Linked DNA regions of Mus musculus: region 2 is linked to region 1. Evidence: chromatin contacts called from public HiChIP or PLAC-seq data. All regions are on one chromosome and are shown on one strand. Each heading gives the region's core, a stretch centred on a gene start, on an enhancer-like site or on the middle of the called end of the contact. The rest is flanking DNA. Distances are from core to core; before and after follow the strand shown.

Region 1 (7,525 bases), core at 1,965-4,464:
GTCTCTGTGTGTGTGTGTGTGTGTGTGTGTGTGTGTGTGTGTGTGTGTGTGTGTGTGTTTGAGACAGTTCTCTTGCTGATCTGTAACTTAATATGTAGACCAGACTGATCTCAAACTCCCAGGGATGCTCCCTCCACTAGGTGCTGGGATGAAGGGTTCAAGCTGACTCGCTCAACATGGCTTAATCTTGGCCTCTGATTATTATTATTATTATTATTATTATGTTTTGTTTTGTTTTGTTTTGTTTTGTTTTGTTTTGAGAAAGGGTTTCTCTGTGTAGCCCTGGCTGCCCTGGAACTCACTTTGTAGACCAGGCTGGCCTCGAACTCAGAAATCCGCTTGCCTCTGCCTCACAAGTGCTGGGATTAAAGGTGTGCGCCACCAGGCCCAGCTATTTTCTTATTTCTCTAACAAGATGAAGTCTCACCTGGATTCTCTTTAATGTCTTGAAAAGCGTCTCCTGTTACAATCTCAATAGTAATTATATTCTTTGAATTCTCTATTTAGCACTTCTGTCATTCTTGGTTTGTCTTTCTCTCTTCTTTTCCCTGCTTAAAATCCTGTTTCTAGAATAACACTCTAGGATGCTATACCATCATGTACTAAATATTTCAGACAACAGATATCTTCCATGTCTCTTTTCCTATCTGGCATTTTTTTTAGTTATTATTTTTCTTTTTTTTTTCTCCATTTTTTTATTAGGTATTTAGCTCATTTACATTTCCAATGCTATACCAAAAGTCCCCCATATCCACCCACCCCTACTCCCCTGCCCACCCACTCCCCCTTTTTGGCCCTGGTGTTCCCCTGTACTGGGGCATATAAAGTTTGCATGTCCAATGGGCCTCTCTTTCCAGTGATGGCCGACTAGGCCATCTTTTGATATATATGCAGCTAGAGTCAAGAGCTCCGGGGTACTGGTTAGTTCATAATGTTGTTCCACCTATAGGGTTACAGATCCCTTTAGCTCCTTGGCTACTTTCTCTAGCTCCTCCATTGGGAGCCCTATGATCCATCCATTAGCTGACTGTGAGCATCCACTTCTGTGTTTGCTAGGCCCCGGCATAGTCTCACAAGAGACAGCTACATCTGGTCCTTTCGATAAAATCTTTCTAGTGTATGCAATGGTGTCAGCGTTTGGATGCTGATTATGGGGTGGATCCCTGGATATGGCAGTCTCTACATGGTCCATCCTTTCATCTCAGCTCCAAACTTTGTCTCTGTAACTCCTTCCATGGGTGTTTTGTTCCCAAATCTAAGGAGGGGCATAGTGTCCACACTTCAGTCTTCATTCTTCTTGAGTTTCATGTGTTTAGCAAATTATATCTTATATCTTGGGTATCCTAGGTTTGGGGCTAATATCCACTTATCAGTGAGTACATATTGTGTGAGTTTCTTTGTGAATGTGTTACCTCACTCAGGATGATGCCCTCCAGGTCCATCCATTTGGCTAGGAATTTCATAAATTCATTCTTTTTAATAGCTGAGTAGTACTCCATTGTGTAGATGTACCACATTTTCTGTATCCATTCCTCTGTTGAGGGGCATCTAGGTTCTTTCCAGCTTCTGGCTATTATAAATAAGGCTGCTATGAACATAGTGGAGCATGTGTCCTTCTTACCAGTTGGGGCATCTTCTGGATATATGCCCAGGAGAGGTATTGCTGGATCCTCCGGTAGATAGGATACTAATATCCAACATATATAAAGAACTCAAGAAGGTGGACTTCAGAAAATCAAATAACCCCATTAAAAAATGGGGCTCAGAACTGAACAAAGAATTCTCACCTGAGGAATACCGAATGGCAGAGAAGCACCTGAAAAAATGTTCAACATCCTTAATCATCAGGGAAATGCAAATCAAAACAACCCTGAGATTCCACCTCACACCAGTCAGAATGTCTAAGATCAAAAATTCAGGTGACAGCAGATGCTGGCGTGGATGTGGAGAAAGAGGAACACTCCTCCATTGTTGGTGGGAGTGCAGGCTTGTACAACCACTCTGGAAATCAGTCTGGCGGTTCCTCAGAAAATTGGACATAGTACTACCGGAGGATCCAGCAATACCTCTCCTGGGCATATATCTAGTTATTATTTTTCTTAATTTTTGTTTGTTTGTGTGAATGCTAGTGTTAAATCCTATTTTGGTAACACCATTTGACTGTTGGTTGCAGCAGTGACATGAGTTGTCTCAGAAACCTGTGCTTCTAAATGATTTACAGTTGAGTTCAGGGAGCTGTTCAAGAAGGAGCACAGCATTGGTGGGGGGCTGAGTGACGTCGCATGATTGTTTTTAATGCAATTGGGATGAAATACATGGAGTACAAAAGGATATCCTGTTTCTCATTATGAAAGAAAGGAGTTACAAACATGAAAAGGAGGAAACTTAGAGTGAACCAGTTGGTACCGGTTTAGAATTTTAATCTTATTAGTTTTTAAACATGTGCAACAGATAGATAGATAGATAGATAGATAGATAGATAGATAGATAGATAGATAGATAGATAGATAAATATATTTTGTTTAAGCTCATTGGGAGGGCCTGGGAGTAAAGATACTTCAATAGCAATAGTGTCATCTAATACGCAGATGCTGGTTTCAACATGCCATTCAACTAAAAGGAACTGGTGGTTTTCCTTGACTGGGGCAAGGAAAGACCAAGTGGAGTCTGGACCTGTTTGGTACTGATAGGAAAGAAGCATAAAAGAATGGTAAAGACCCTTCAGAAAGACACAGCAGTCAGCATCTCATCTCGGACAATTGAAGAGCAAAATGATAATCACAGCTTACTTTTCTGCAGCCACCAATCCAATACTTGAGAAACCGAGCTGTTACCACAGCTGACCAAGTAAACGTCACAAGAAATCATGTGTGGTGACCATGAATGTGCCCTGGAAACAGAGCGTGTTGTGAAGGAAGGAAATGGTTGACACATCAGTCTGTCCCCTTGAATACTGAGGTCGTTGTTTTCCCTGGATGGGCCAACCCAATGCTGAGCATGCTGAGGGAACTGCATGGAGGCTGTCCATTCCTGCTTCATTTCTTCCTTTATCAGGCAGCTCTCCTTGGAGATGCCCCAGCAGCCTCTGACACTTTCCCAGAACTCCACTGCACTCTGCTTCTTCTTCCTTTTTATAGATCTTGTGTTCTTACCCCTGCCTACTCCTTCCTGCTCTGCGCACCCCACCCCATCCTTTGCAAATGTGTGCATAACAAACCTATCATTATCTCTAATCTGCCTTGCCTTCTGCTTCTTGGAAGAAGTGATAAAACCATATATGATGCAATGAGAAGGGGGCAGGGGTAAAAAGGCATTACTTCGTGGAATTTTTACTAACAACATAGAATATGAATATTTTCATGAGGAAATACAAGGCACAAGCTGAGATAGTAATAGAAAATAAAGAGCCAGTAATCTTAAAATTGCCAAGCTTGACATTAAAAGAAAAATAGAAACCATTGCACCTCGAAGGATCCTAAAGACATATGACAGCTGAGTAGCATGACATCTAAATACAGTATGTGGCCCTAGATATAATCTTTGTCATGAAAGACACTATTAAGATGACTGGAAAATGTGAACTGGCTCTTTGTTCTAAATGATAATAACGTGCTAGTGTTTACTCTGGATTTAAAGACAGAGGAAGGACTGACAGTCTCAGGGATCTAGGATGGGTTTATCATGCTTGAAATGGCTCAGAAAACCATACCTCTCTCACTGTTGGTCCAACTTCATTGCCAATCTGAAAACCTTGTTTGCTGAAGTCAGCCTGGTTGACTGTGGAGAATGGATGGATTACAAGGAGACCAGAAATGTCTGGGAACCAGTTTGAAGGCTATCTTCAGTGTGTCTAGACAAGAGCACAAAGGCAGCAGGTATGGCAAAGAGGAATTCCAAAGTCCACAGTTCGCAGTGAGAGAACCTTTAACAAACTGGACATGGCGTACTGGAAAAGAGTGACTGAGGATGACGTCCGCTTTTGCTTCAGGCTTGAAGAACTGAGTGGGTGCTCACAATTCAGTAAGGACGGCAGGAATGAGGTGGGGAGCAGAGTGAAACAGCTCTGCTTCAGACAGGTTAGAATGAAGACGTCTGTTAGACATCCAAGAGAGGTTAGTAGGCATTGGCTATAAGAGTCAGACAGTTAGAATGAAACCTTAGAGGTATAGACGTTAAGAACCCAAACCCCGAGAGCCTTTGAATTAGATGGATCACCCGGAGGATGGAAAGAGCGCAGGTCTAGTTCTGACAACCCCCAACATTTTCACGTCAGTTAGAAGTGGGTAGTGGGAATGCAAAGAATTATCATCTGCTCCAGGCTTCTAAAGAACTGTAAACATAGGACTTGGTAGTGGAGGGGAAAGGACCAGTGCTGGGTTTGCCAGCTTCTCTGAGGTAGGTGCATAAGGCCCTCAGGCTGTGGGGGCTGACCCTTCTGTGTCCATTCCTAAATTACCTTCCTGCAAAGGTAGCTGGAACAGCAAAGATAAACTCTTAGCAGGTTCTAAATGCGCATATAAATAGGCTCAGCCTTTAAAGGAGGTTTGGGAATTAACTGTTTCTCGGGAGGCCCATTAGCAGCTTCCTGGAGTTACAAACAGGCAACCATTTGCTTTATTACATACATAAAAGGGAGAAGGAGCCAGTCTCATCTGCCAACCATCCCAGCGATCAGGAAAAGACCTGTGAGAATTTTCTTAAGGTCCAATACATAGGAGGCCACTTAGATTTTCCTTTCAGAAAGCAGTCTTAGTTTTCAAATTCTAAGTGATGTGTGTATTAAAGACACCAAACAGGTACATCGGTGTAATAATACTACATGCTTGCTATTATATTATACACATTAAATTAGAGTAGCTTGACATTCTAAAGATAAAGAGAAGCAGCACATTACTGCCAGCACCACATTAACAGATGGATATAAAAAACTTAGTAGATGTGGAAACAACTTCCCAGGGCTGTAGGAATTCGTGCCCGGTACCACGTCAGCAAGAAGCCATCACAGACTTTTTTAGTGACTAGATGCCAAGGGATCTATTTCAGTCCATGGTGTAACATGCTCTCCCTTAACTTCTACCCACGACTGTCCAGAGAGCTCCAGGGAGAGTTGGTGTCAGAAGACAGAACTCTTAGGGGGCCTGTCAGTCCAGCAGGAAGTGTTCTAGCTCAGCTTTATTATTAATTGAGGACTTGAGGCTTCACTGAGCAGACTTGGCCCTGATAGCTCCCTGGCTCTGTGCTCCTTAACCGACTCACTTTGTGAGAAGCGTAGAGTAGGGTTAGCCATGTGGTCAGTTACTTTAATGACATTTATAGCTACAATTGTGCAGAGCAAAAGAAGTCGCCTGGGCAAAACCTTTCCTTGCCAGTAGCTTGTGCACAGTTGCTAGTCTTATCTTTCATGGAGTAAAATGCATATACATATATGTGCACATGACACATCATACACAAGAAAAGACAAAAATGGGCTTGTGTTTTTCAGGTTAAATGCTTATTTTTGAAAATTTACTTTCATGCCAGACATTTTCATAGTTCATGAACAGGTAATTTACATCAGACATGAGAACAGATTTTTCAAAATGAAGGGAAAATACACCACTTATCATAAGAACAGTATCTCACTAAACAGTATTTTAAAACCTTGAGCACTTTCAATGGAACTGAAGTTCACATCGTTTTAATGAATTCCAAACAATCATTGCTTCAATGATTTCTGAATTTGACTAAGTGACATGTATTATTAATACAAAATATGTCAGTGATTTTTCCTTCTTTTTGTGATTTAACCCTGAACCTCACAACAACTAGGCAAATGCCCTCTGCTAAAAGAATTCAAAAAAAAAAATTAAAAACTAGATTTTGTTCCTTCCTGTTTTATTTCTGCATATTTAAAGCACTCTTTTTAATTTTCAAAGATTTTAGCATACTGTCTTAGTCAGGGCTTCTATTCCTGCACAAACATCATGATCAAGAAGCAGTTGGGGAGGAAAGGGTTTATTCGGCTTACACTTCCATGTTGCTGTTGATCACCAAAGGAAGTCAGGACTGGAACTCAAGCAAGTTAGGAAGCAGGAGCTGATGCAGAGGCCATGGAGGGATGTTCTTTACTGGCTTGCTTCCCCTGGCTTGCTCAGCCTGCTCTCTTATAGAACCAAGACCACCAGCCCAGAGATGGTCCCACCCACAAGGGGCCTTTCCCCCTTGATCACTAATTGAGAAAATGCCTTACAGTTGGATCTCATGGAGGCATTTCCTCAACTGAAGCTCCTTTCTCTGTGATAACTCCAGCTGTGTCAAGTTGACACAAAACTAGCCAGTACATATACCAAGTATGTCTTTGCAATTAAGTTGACAACAGGATGATAATGTTCCTGGAGGAAACTGTGCCAAGATGAGCTGAATATTGTCTCACATATCTAGAATAATTTAGATAAACTTTGCTCAACATTTAATATCCATTTCTTCAAGTCCATGAACTTATTTTTACATTTCAGCATAAATAATGACAGTGGGGGGGGGTGGGCAAAGAGCTATAGTGAGAATTATGGTTTCCTTAAGAACCCAGTTGTGTTATGTTATTGTTTTAATCCTAGGTGTGGGATATGGGGCTGCTTCAGATTTTCCATACCTGCTAATTATGACTTGTCTCATAGTCTAGGAGGAGTGTGATTTTTGCCAGCTACAGATAGTTTATGTTTGGAATTCTGGGAACTCTTAAAAGGGTATAAATGTGAGAGCCCTGAGGGGTCTGTGGCCATTTCTGCTCATGCTGGTCATCCCTGCTACTTCTAGATCTTCTGTTGCATTTGCTGCTTTTGCTATTGCTGGATTGCTGGATTGCTGGATTGCTGGATTGCTGGATTGCTGGATTGCTGTGTTGCTATTTGCTTGTTGTTATTGCTTGGAGATATCCTTCCAATGAAGATTGGACATGCCCCTAGGAACTAGACACCCCAAATCAGCAGGAAGTAGACTAAAGAGACCTAAACTCTCTCTCCCCTCTAACCTTCTTTCTCAGCTTCAGAGAGGAATATCACAGAAGAGGTGAACAGATAGATGGAAGGAAGAAGAAACATAAAATTATTTTGTTGAAAAAACTCATAATGGTACCTTAAAAAAACATAAAATTTTAAAAGAAATGTTTTAACAGATGTATTTGTAAAATATTTTTGCTTAAGTACCTTTATAAATTAATGTAGAAAATTTGTCATTTTAATCTTCTTTTGTATTCCTTGAGTTCTATATTATGCAAGAGTGAAAATTAAAATGAATTAATTCTCTTTGTGGCAAATTCCTTTTTGAATATTGTAAACTCAAATATAATAAAATCATTTGTCATGTATGTGTTTCAATTGTATCTAGTAGAAAGTAATTTTCCAATTTTAACTTGTCTTACTCTATAGACTTTACAGGTTGACTAAATGATGTTAATGTGAATAGAGTAGAGATAAACACCTAGACATTTAAGCTCTACTATTTAAATATTAATGTTAACATTAAGCATTGTGTTTATTTTGTAAGTAAA
Region 2 (7,525 bases), core at 3,120-5,619, 770 kb after region 1:
CCCAATGATGATCCAGTTTTGATAGGGTAGCAGAAGCCAGAGGCCTCAAACCAGACCAATGATTCACTGCAAAGAACATTTACAAGTAAAGATGTGTGGACCAAAGAGTATCCTGTGCAGCACGCTGTGACACATTTCAGCCTCCTCAGTGAGATTTTGTTTGTTTTGTTCATTTTGTTTTATTTTATTTTATTTTTGTTCTTTATTTTCTTTGGGGGGCGTTTTGCAAGGGCAGAGAACAGATATGAAGGGACTGGCAGATGAGGGGGACTGGGGTGCATGATATAAAATTCATAGAAAATTAATAAAAAAATAAAAAACCTTCAAGCAGCAAAGAAGCCTGGCTGGGAAGATAATAGAGAAGAACCTTATAACTTAGCAGTGTGTGGCCAGGGAATCTTAACTCTTGGCATGGTGTCATAAGTAGGATTTGGATTCAACTCTTGTTCAGGAAGTTGATAAACTTATTTATTTTATTACTGTGTCTCATTACATTAAGGGGAGAAATAAAACAAAAAGAAACAACTGTGTAGGAAAGATAGATAGAGGAGACAATATAAGAATATAAAGCTGGGCAGTGGTGGCACACGCCTTGAATCCCAGCACTTGGGAGGCAGAGGCAGGAGAGATTTCTGAGTTTGAGGCCAGCCTGGTTTACAGAGTGAGTTCCAGGATAGCCAGGGTTATACAGAGAAACGCTGTCTTGAAAACAAAAACAAAAACAAAAACAAAAAAACAAAAAAACAAAAAATAAATAAAATTAATAAAAAATTAAAAAAAGGAATATAAGCAGATGCATTTTGGGTTTTTTCGGTAAGGCAAATTAAAAAGAAAAGAAAATACTTTTTTAAGACTGAAGGGTTTTGTTTGGTAAAATAAGATTTCATTCCAAGATAAGCATGACTAGATTTTTCCAAAGGTTAAAAGGAAAGATGAGAGAAAAATCAGAACCCTTAACTCTATTGCAGAAGATTCAAGTAAATCAAAAAGGGTAGATAGAAGACAAGACACAAAGATGCTGTATGTATGGTAACTAAAGGATATCAAAATTGCAAGGGTCAAAGTTCAACATGCTGACGCTAAAATATAGTTCTCTTTAAAGTCCATGAAAGTCTCTTAAGACTGTGTGAATTCTCTGAATTTCTACAATGTTGTATACCAAAAAAAATTAATTTTAATGAAAATATGAAGAAGCCTATATGTGTTGGCTACAAAGAAAGTCTGCGGGAGGGAGTTTCATGCAGGAGCAGGACGGAGCTGTGCAAGACACGATGCCTGTTCTCAAGTTCAATATCACCTTTCCTGAGAAGAAAATACTTCTCAAGCTTCTCTGCCAAAGAAAAGAATTAGAATAAAAGGTTAATTTCTACAGCAGAATATCCAGTCACTGACAGAATTAGAGCCATTCTGTAAGAGATGAGGCTACCTTAATGTGTGGTGGGACTCCCTGTAGACCAGGACAAGTTTGCTCAACACTGTGTAAATATTATTGTCCCGGTGGGTGAGCACTCCTGCCCACAAGTGTCCAGGAAAACAGAGGGACTAGAGAGGACAAAAGCATATTTGTGTAGGTAAGAGGTGGATAACCTGTTCCAAGTGACTGCCAGAGTCAAGAACCTGTCATTTTATCTTTGTCCACATTTCTATTAGGATACCCAAATTAGCAACAGTGTTTCCTGGCTCTCCCCATAAGAAGTAGGTGCCACACCTGGAGATGGCTGTTACTTTCTTATGCTTTGTATCTCCCCTAAGCATTAGGCCTCAAGGTTGTATACGCAATGCTTTTATCTTCTTAATTTTCACTACAGGCTCGTTCAGCTAAGTTCTCCTTATGAGACCTGGAATACCCCTGTACTTTTCAAAACACCTTAGTTCCACGAATTAACAAAGGTTTGTTGTTGTTTGTTTGTTTGTTTGTTTGTTTTTTTGTAAATGTCTCAACTAATCCTTTTTAAAGCACAGCTCCAGTCTAAAGGTTACTAACTTGTGGGTAGAAATGGTGGTGACGAACAGATATTTCCCTTGATTTTCTGTTGTTTGGTTTTAGCTTGTTTTTCTCAAGTGGTATGTTTATGAATGGTTCGCATATAATGTCAATACAGACATAAGGTGGAGGCTCACCCCAGGCCAGCTCTTGTCTCTGTTGTCACTGTCCTGTCTGCTCTGCACAATGCTCTGATCTTTACCCATTCCTCTGTTCATTTTGTGACTGCTGCAAAGAGTGCCAACCTCTTTGAACATCCAAAGACATGTTTGTGTCATTTTGACACTGGCGCCACAGAGATCAAGGCATTTACACTTCTCCAACACAACAAGCAGCTGAACTATTAAATTCAGTCACTTTTATTTTCTGAGGAAAATAACTATATATATTTTTGGAAGCCTCTTACACACATTGCACTGGAATACAAACTGCAGTTTTGATCACCAATGTGCTGCATGCCTTTAGAATACAAATTAAACATTGAGCTCCCTCTAGTGACAATAATATGGATGCATTTAAAAGCAGTATGGCTTGTATATACTTTGCATTCAATTATTTTTAATCTTATTTCATTTTGTTTTACACAATAGAAGGTTTTGAGGGAGACAGAAATCTTGCGTTCCAGAACTACATCCTGAGATCTCATACATTTTTTCCTCCTGCTTTAAATTTCTAGTTTAATAGCTTTCTGATTGTAAAAGGGTACTTTGATTGAAATTTATTGACTTAAGCTTTTAAAATTTGTTGAGATGTTTTGTACCATAACAAGATCTACACTGTAGAATGTTTCATGTGCATTAAGAATGTATATTCTGCTATTGATGAATAGAACAGTCTGTATAGGCCTGTTAGGTCCTTTCATTTTAAAGTATAGCTTCAGTCTGATGTTTCCTTCTAGTTTCTCTATCCGGATGATATACCCAGTGTCTCCTATTATTAGTATAATAAAATGTATACCTCCTTCCTGATATTCCAATATTTATATTATGTGCTTAGTTGCACTGATGTTGAGCATATATGCATTCATAACATTATTCTTCCAGATATACTCCTTTATCATTATGTAATGATCTTCTTTTATCTCATTTTTATAGTTTTGATTTCTATATATTTTTACGTGTTGTATATATTGGTACCCTCACTTTTCCTTTTCCTTAGGGTCCTTCCTCCCTGTCATACCTTAAAAAAATACAGATATTTTTATTGTATATTTTTTTATTTACATTTTAAATGTTATCCCTTTTCCAGGTCTCCCCTCCAGAAACTCCCTATCTGCTCCCCTCCCCCTACCTCTATGAGGGTGCTCCCCCACCTACCCACCCACTCCTGCCTTCCTGTCCTGTCATTCCCCTATACTGGGGCACCTAACCCCCTCAAACCCAAGGGCTGATCCTCCCACTGATGTCCAACAAGGCCATCCTCTGTCACATATGCAGTCAAAGCCATGGGTCCCTCCATGTGTACTCTTTGGTCCAATCCCCAGGAGCTCCAGGGCATCTGGCCAGTTGACACTGTTGCTCCCTCCATGAGGCTGCAAACCCCCTCAGCTTCTTCAGTCCCTTCTCCAACTCCTCCATCGGGGACCCTGCACTCAGTCCAATAGTTGGCTGCGAGCATCCACCTCAGTATTTGTCAGGCTCTGGTAGAGCCTCTCAGGAGACAGCCATATCAGGCTCCTGTGAGCAAGCACTTTACGGGATCTGCAATAGCATCTGTGTTTGGTGACTGTATATGGAATGGATCCCCAGGTGGGCAGTCTCAGATTTTTTAAAGATTTATTTATCTGTTCTATATAATGAGTTCACTGTTGCTCTCTTCAGATATACCAGAAGAGGGCATCAGATCCCATTGCCAATGGTTGCGAGCCACCACGTGATTGCTGGGAATTGAACTCAGGATGTCTGGAAGAGCAGTCAGTATGCTTAACCACTGAACCATCTTTCCAGTGCCCCCTCCCCCCGCATCATACCTTTTAAAACTCAGTTTAAATATTATCTCATTAAAGTATTAGCTACTTTTCTGTTTACTGAGACAAAATACATGGCAGAAGCAATGACTGAGAGAATGATTTGTTCTGGCTCACTGTGTCAGGGCATCTCAGCAGATCATAGCAGGGAAGGCTCAGTGGGGCATGTTGTAAGAGTTTTCTTTTATGAAGCAGACCAAGAAGCAGAAATAGCAGCCTGTACCAGAAACAGGTATAACCTTCAAAGCCCTGTCCCCAGTTACCCATTTTCTCCACCTTCTACTGGGTTCCCAGTCTTTGAAATAATTACAGATGCTGAGAGCATGTGGAAGGTATTTATGACTCACCCTATACCATGTTGCCACAGGCACCCCTGAGCTCAGTGTCATCCCATGCAAAGTACATCGGGTGCAGCTTCAAGGGCCCCAGCAGTCTTAACATGATTCAAAAGTCTCAAGTTCCATGTCTCTACTCAGACTGAGGGTTCTTTTAGCTGTGATCCTCTGTGAAGCAAAACCAAAACCAAAACCAAAACCAAAACCAAAACCCAAACCAAAAGAATGAATAGCTTTCTTTCTCAGTATGTAGAACAAGTGGTCATTACTTTCCCAGAGGGCCGTCATTCTCATCTGAAACCTCACCAGTGCAGTCTACACTCTTCATATTCCCACCAGCACTGTGGTCTTCCAAAGACCCACTGGGATTTCCTATTAAGCTCTGCTTAGAGTCTGTTAAAGTTTCTCTAGCCCATACCTCCAAACTCTTCCATTTTTTCTTGCAAGCCAGTCCCAGGGCCCAGCACTCACAGCTTTATAGCAGTATGAACCGTTAACTCCTCGAAACAATTTTGAGTATCAGTTACTGTTGTGTTTTATCTCAGCGGGCCCTGCCAAGGTGTAGCCCTGAACAGTTAAGCCGTGCACATGCCTAGTATAAAGGAAGTTTATTTGGGACCTGGAGAAGGGGATAGAGACTGAGAAGGGAGGGGGACAGAAAAGGACAGAGAGGGAGAGGAGAGGGGAAGAAAAAAAGAAGGGAAGAGGCCGGCTAGGGACATGTGGGGAAGAGAGAGAGAGGGAAGGAGAAAGAGTAGATGGAAAGAGAGAGGAAGAGAGAGGAAGTGAAAGATAACATAGGGAGAGAGACAGAAAGACAGAAAGAGACTGAGATAGAGACACACAGATGGAAGCCAAACAGCCCTTCTTATAGTGAGCAGGCTCCTACCTGGCTGTTGCTAGGTAACTGTTAGGCAGAGCCTAGACGAAATGCCAACATTCCTCTATTTGAGTTTAATTTAAAAATGAGGAACTAGAAAGAAGGGATGGTGGGGCAGAAATGGGGTCGTCGTGTTCTTTAATTACTTCCTGCTGACGTTGGGGTGATCACTGTGTCTTTTGGGAACCTAAGAAAACTGGGAACGGGCTGTTGGTCAAGTCGCGGGAGAGCTGGCTGTTTCATTGCTGCCCAGGGTCTGTGGAATCATCTGAGGCTAGGAAAGTGCAGGTGCAGTAGAAGTGTCTGTGAAGGTAGAGCAGATTTTGAGAAAATGCCTGGACTTTGCAAGAAACTGAAATACATACATATTAGAGACAGAAAATAAAGTTTAAGTAAGTTTGGGAACAAATCTTTTTCTTGGGTATGTATTTGAAGCCTTTAGGCTCATGGTCTTGGTGGTTGGGGGGAGGAGAATCCCCAAACCAGGGAACAGGGGGAGGGTGGGAACCTGTGGCGTTGTGGGTCCTGTGTCTGCTCTGCCACAGGACATGGACGTTGGGGAGGAGGAACAAGCACCATGGCAGAGCTGGTTCAGGGGTCCCCAGGCCAGCGATGAGGCCGGGGCCATCTGGTTCTCAGGCTCTTGGACACGCAGGCATCCCTGGGAGCCTGAGAAGAGCAGAGAACAGAGTGGGGGCCTGTAGGCAGGATCTAGCCTGGGGTCGGGGGGAAGGGGTAGCTTCGGCTGGTTCCAAGGGGAGAGTACTTGGCTTGACAGAGGCAGCAGGCTTGGCCTTGGTGGTAGTTGTGGCTAAGAGAGCAGAGAGGCCTTCTACGTGAGATTAGACAGTGGCTTTATAGGTCAAGGCCTTCTCCATGGGTCCCCACAGCAGATCCCGATGAAAAGAGCCAATCCATGGTGTTAAGGCATTTATTTCATGGCAGAAAGTGGATGTGTAAAACCATACCCCACTTCCCAGGGTGGGCCTGAGGTTAAATACCTTTTGCAGGGAGGAGTGTCTGGGCAGGAAAGCTTATTGGCTAAGCCCTCCAGGCCTTTAGGTACCCCATTAAAATGGAGATTTGTCTTGAGCTTACGTGACCACAGGTCATATCCTCTATATGTGGAGGGGCTTGGGGCATTGCCCTTATGTGATTGATGGCTACAAATCTATGGGGGGGGGGGGGGGGAAGGGTCTGTGACTAGTGACAGAGCCTGGAACAGCGAAGCACCTACCATCCCTTCAGTGTTTCTGGGGTTTCAAGCCTTAGCCCAATGAAGAAACAGGCTACCTTTCAGGATCCCACATCCACCCTCTGAAATATGCAACAGGTGGAAACTTAGGGTATTGATTATCAGGGGTCCACTTGATTCATGAGAGGTAGATCTGAATGGATTTCCTGGAGCTTATGGGAACCTTTTTAAGTTTACAAAATAATTGGTCTTACAGATTTAGCCTGAGAAACACCTTAAGTCTATAGTTAAAAGACCACCAAAGGAAACTTAAATTTGTATCTAGGAAAGTGGATCATACAGTGGATTGCTTTGTTAGAGTTAGGCTAATTTATAAGAACTGTGTTGATTAATGTTAGAACTCTGAACTTTTGAAGTTCTAATATAACAGTAGCATAGCGAGGGGAAGAAACCTGAAGCATTTTGTAGCTTATATTATTTTCTATTACCATTTAAAAATTATGACCCCCAACCTTTATGTGTTGCAATTACCAACCTCAATACCTTTTCTTAGACCTTCAAATACATTTTTTTTAGATTCTCATAACTTCCAAGCCTTTATATCCTCAGATCTTGCATACAGTTTACATTTTTTTTTTCCTATCCAATTATGTACACTGAGACATAGGTGGCTGATCACTGGGGAGCAGTTTTTTTGTTTTTGTTTTTGTTTTTTGGATAGAGGTGTAGCAGAAAGATATATATACAAAGGGTTACATCTGAAACTTGTGTATCTTTTATCACGAAGCTTTTGAGCAAGACAAACCTGTTTGCCTTTTAGGTAAGTCTTAAACTGGTAGTCTTAACTAGCTAATGGACTGACTAACGATCTAACACAGTGGTAGATTACCTTGGGATTAATAGCTTGTCTGTTCTCTAGCTATCAAGCTGCAGTTAGCTTAGTTTTCACTGTAATCAGGAACCTGAGAAGGATAAAGTGCAATTTAGATGTCATATATTAGTTAAAAGGACAGAGGTTAGTCTATAGTCCACTACCTAAACACTTCTCCCAGGTTCCTGTGGTCTCCATCACAACTCTGGCCATTAGGCCCTGAAGGTGAGAGGTTTTCTGTGGAAGAAGAACATGGGAGAGATGGCTTTATCTCAACTTAAGCAATATAAGACA

What was found. HiChIP or PLAC-seq counts read pairs in DNA pulled down with a chosen protein or histone mark.
Region 2: an H3K27ac HiChIP or PLAC-seq map of thymic regulatory T cells shows a contact between it and region 1, with 4 times the contacts expected there. The contact joins two enhancer-like sites. A contact is called at or near these places in 1 of 484 Hi-C or Micro-C datasets (spermatogonial stem cells) and 1 of 115 datasets of contacts at active chromatin or transcription factors (thymic regulatory T cells).

What each region holds. Positions count from the first base shown.
Region 1 is chr4:15,296,982-15,304,506 of GRCm38.p6, forward strand. All of the region lies in intron 1 of Gm29883 (a long non-coding RNA gene), which reads left to right. Among named protein-coding and RNA genes, the nearest start is that of Gm29883, 12 kb to the left of the region's middle. Within about 2 kb of position 3,215, at least 54 of the 459 cell types and tissues checked have an H3K27ac peak or open chromatin away from gene starts, as enhancers often do. A contact at or near this core is called in thymic regulatory T cells, where this site is marked.
Region 2 is chr4:16,067,047-16,074,571 of GRCm38.p6, forward strand. No RefSeq gene overlaps it. Among named protein-coding and RNA genes, the nearest start is that of Osgin2, 57 kb to the left of the region's middle. Within about 2 kb of position 4,370, at least 33 of the 459 cell types and tissues checked have an H3K27ac peak or open chromatin away from gene starts, as enhancers often do. A contact at or near this core is called in thymic regulatory T cells, where this site is marked.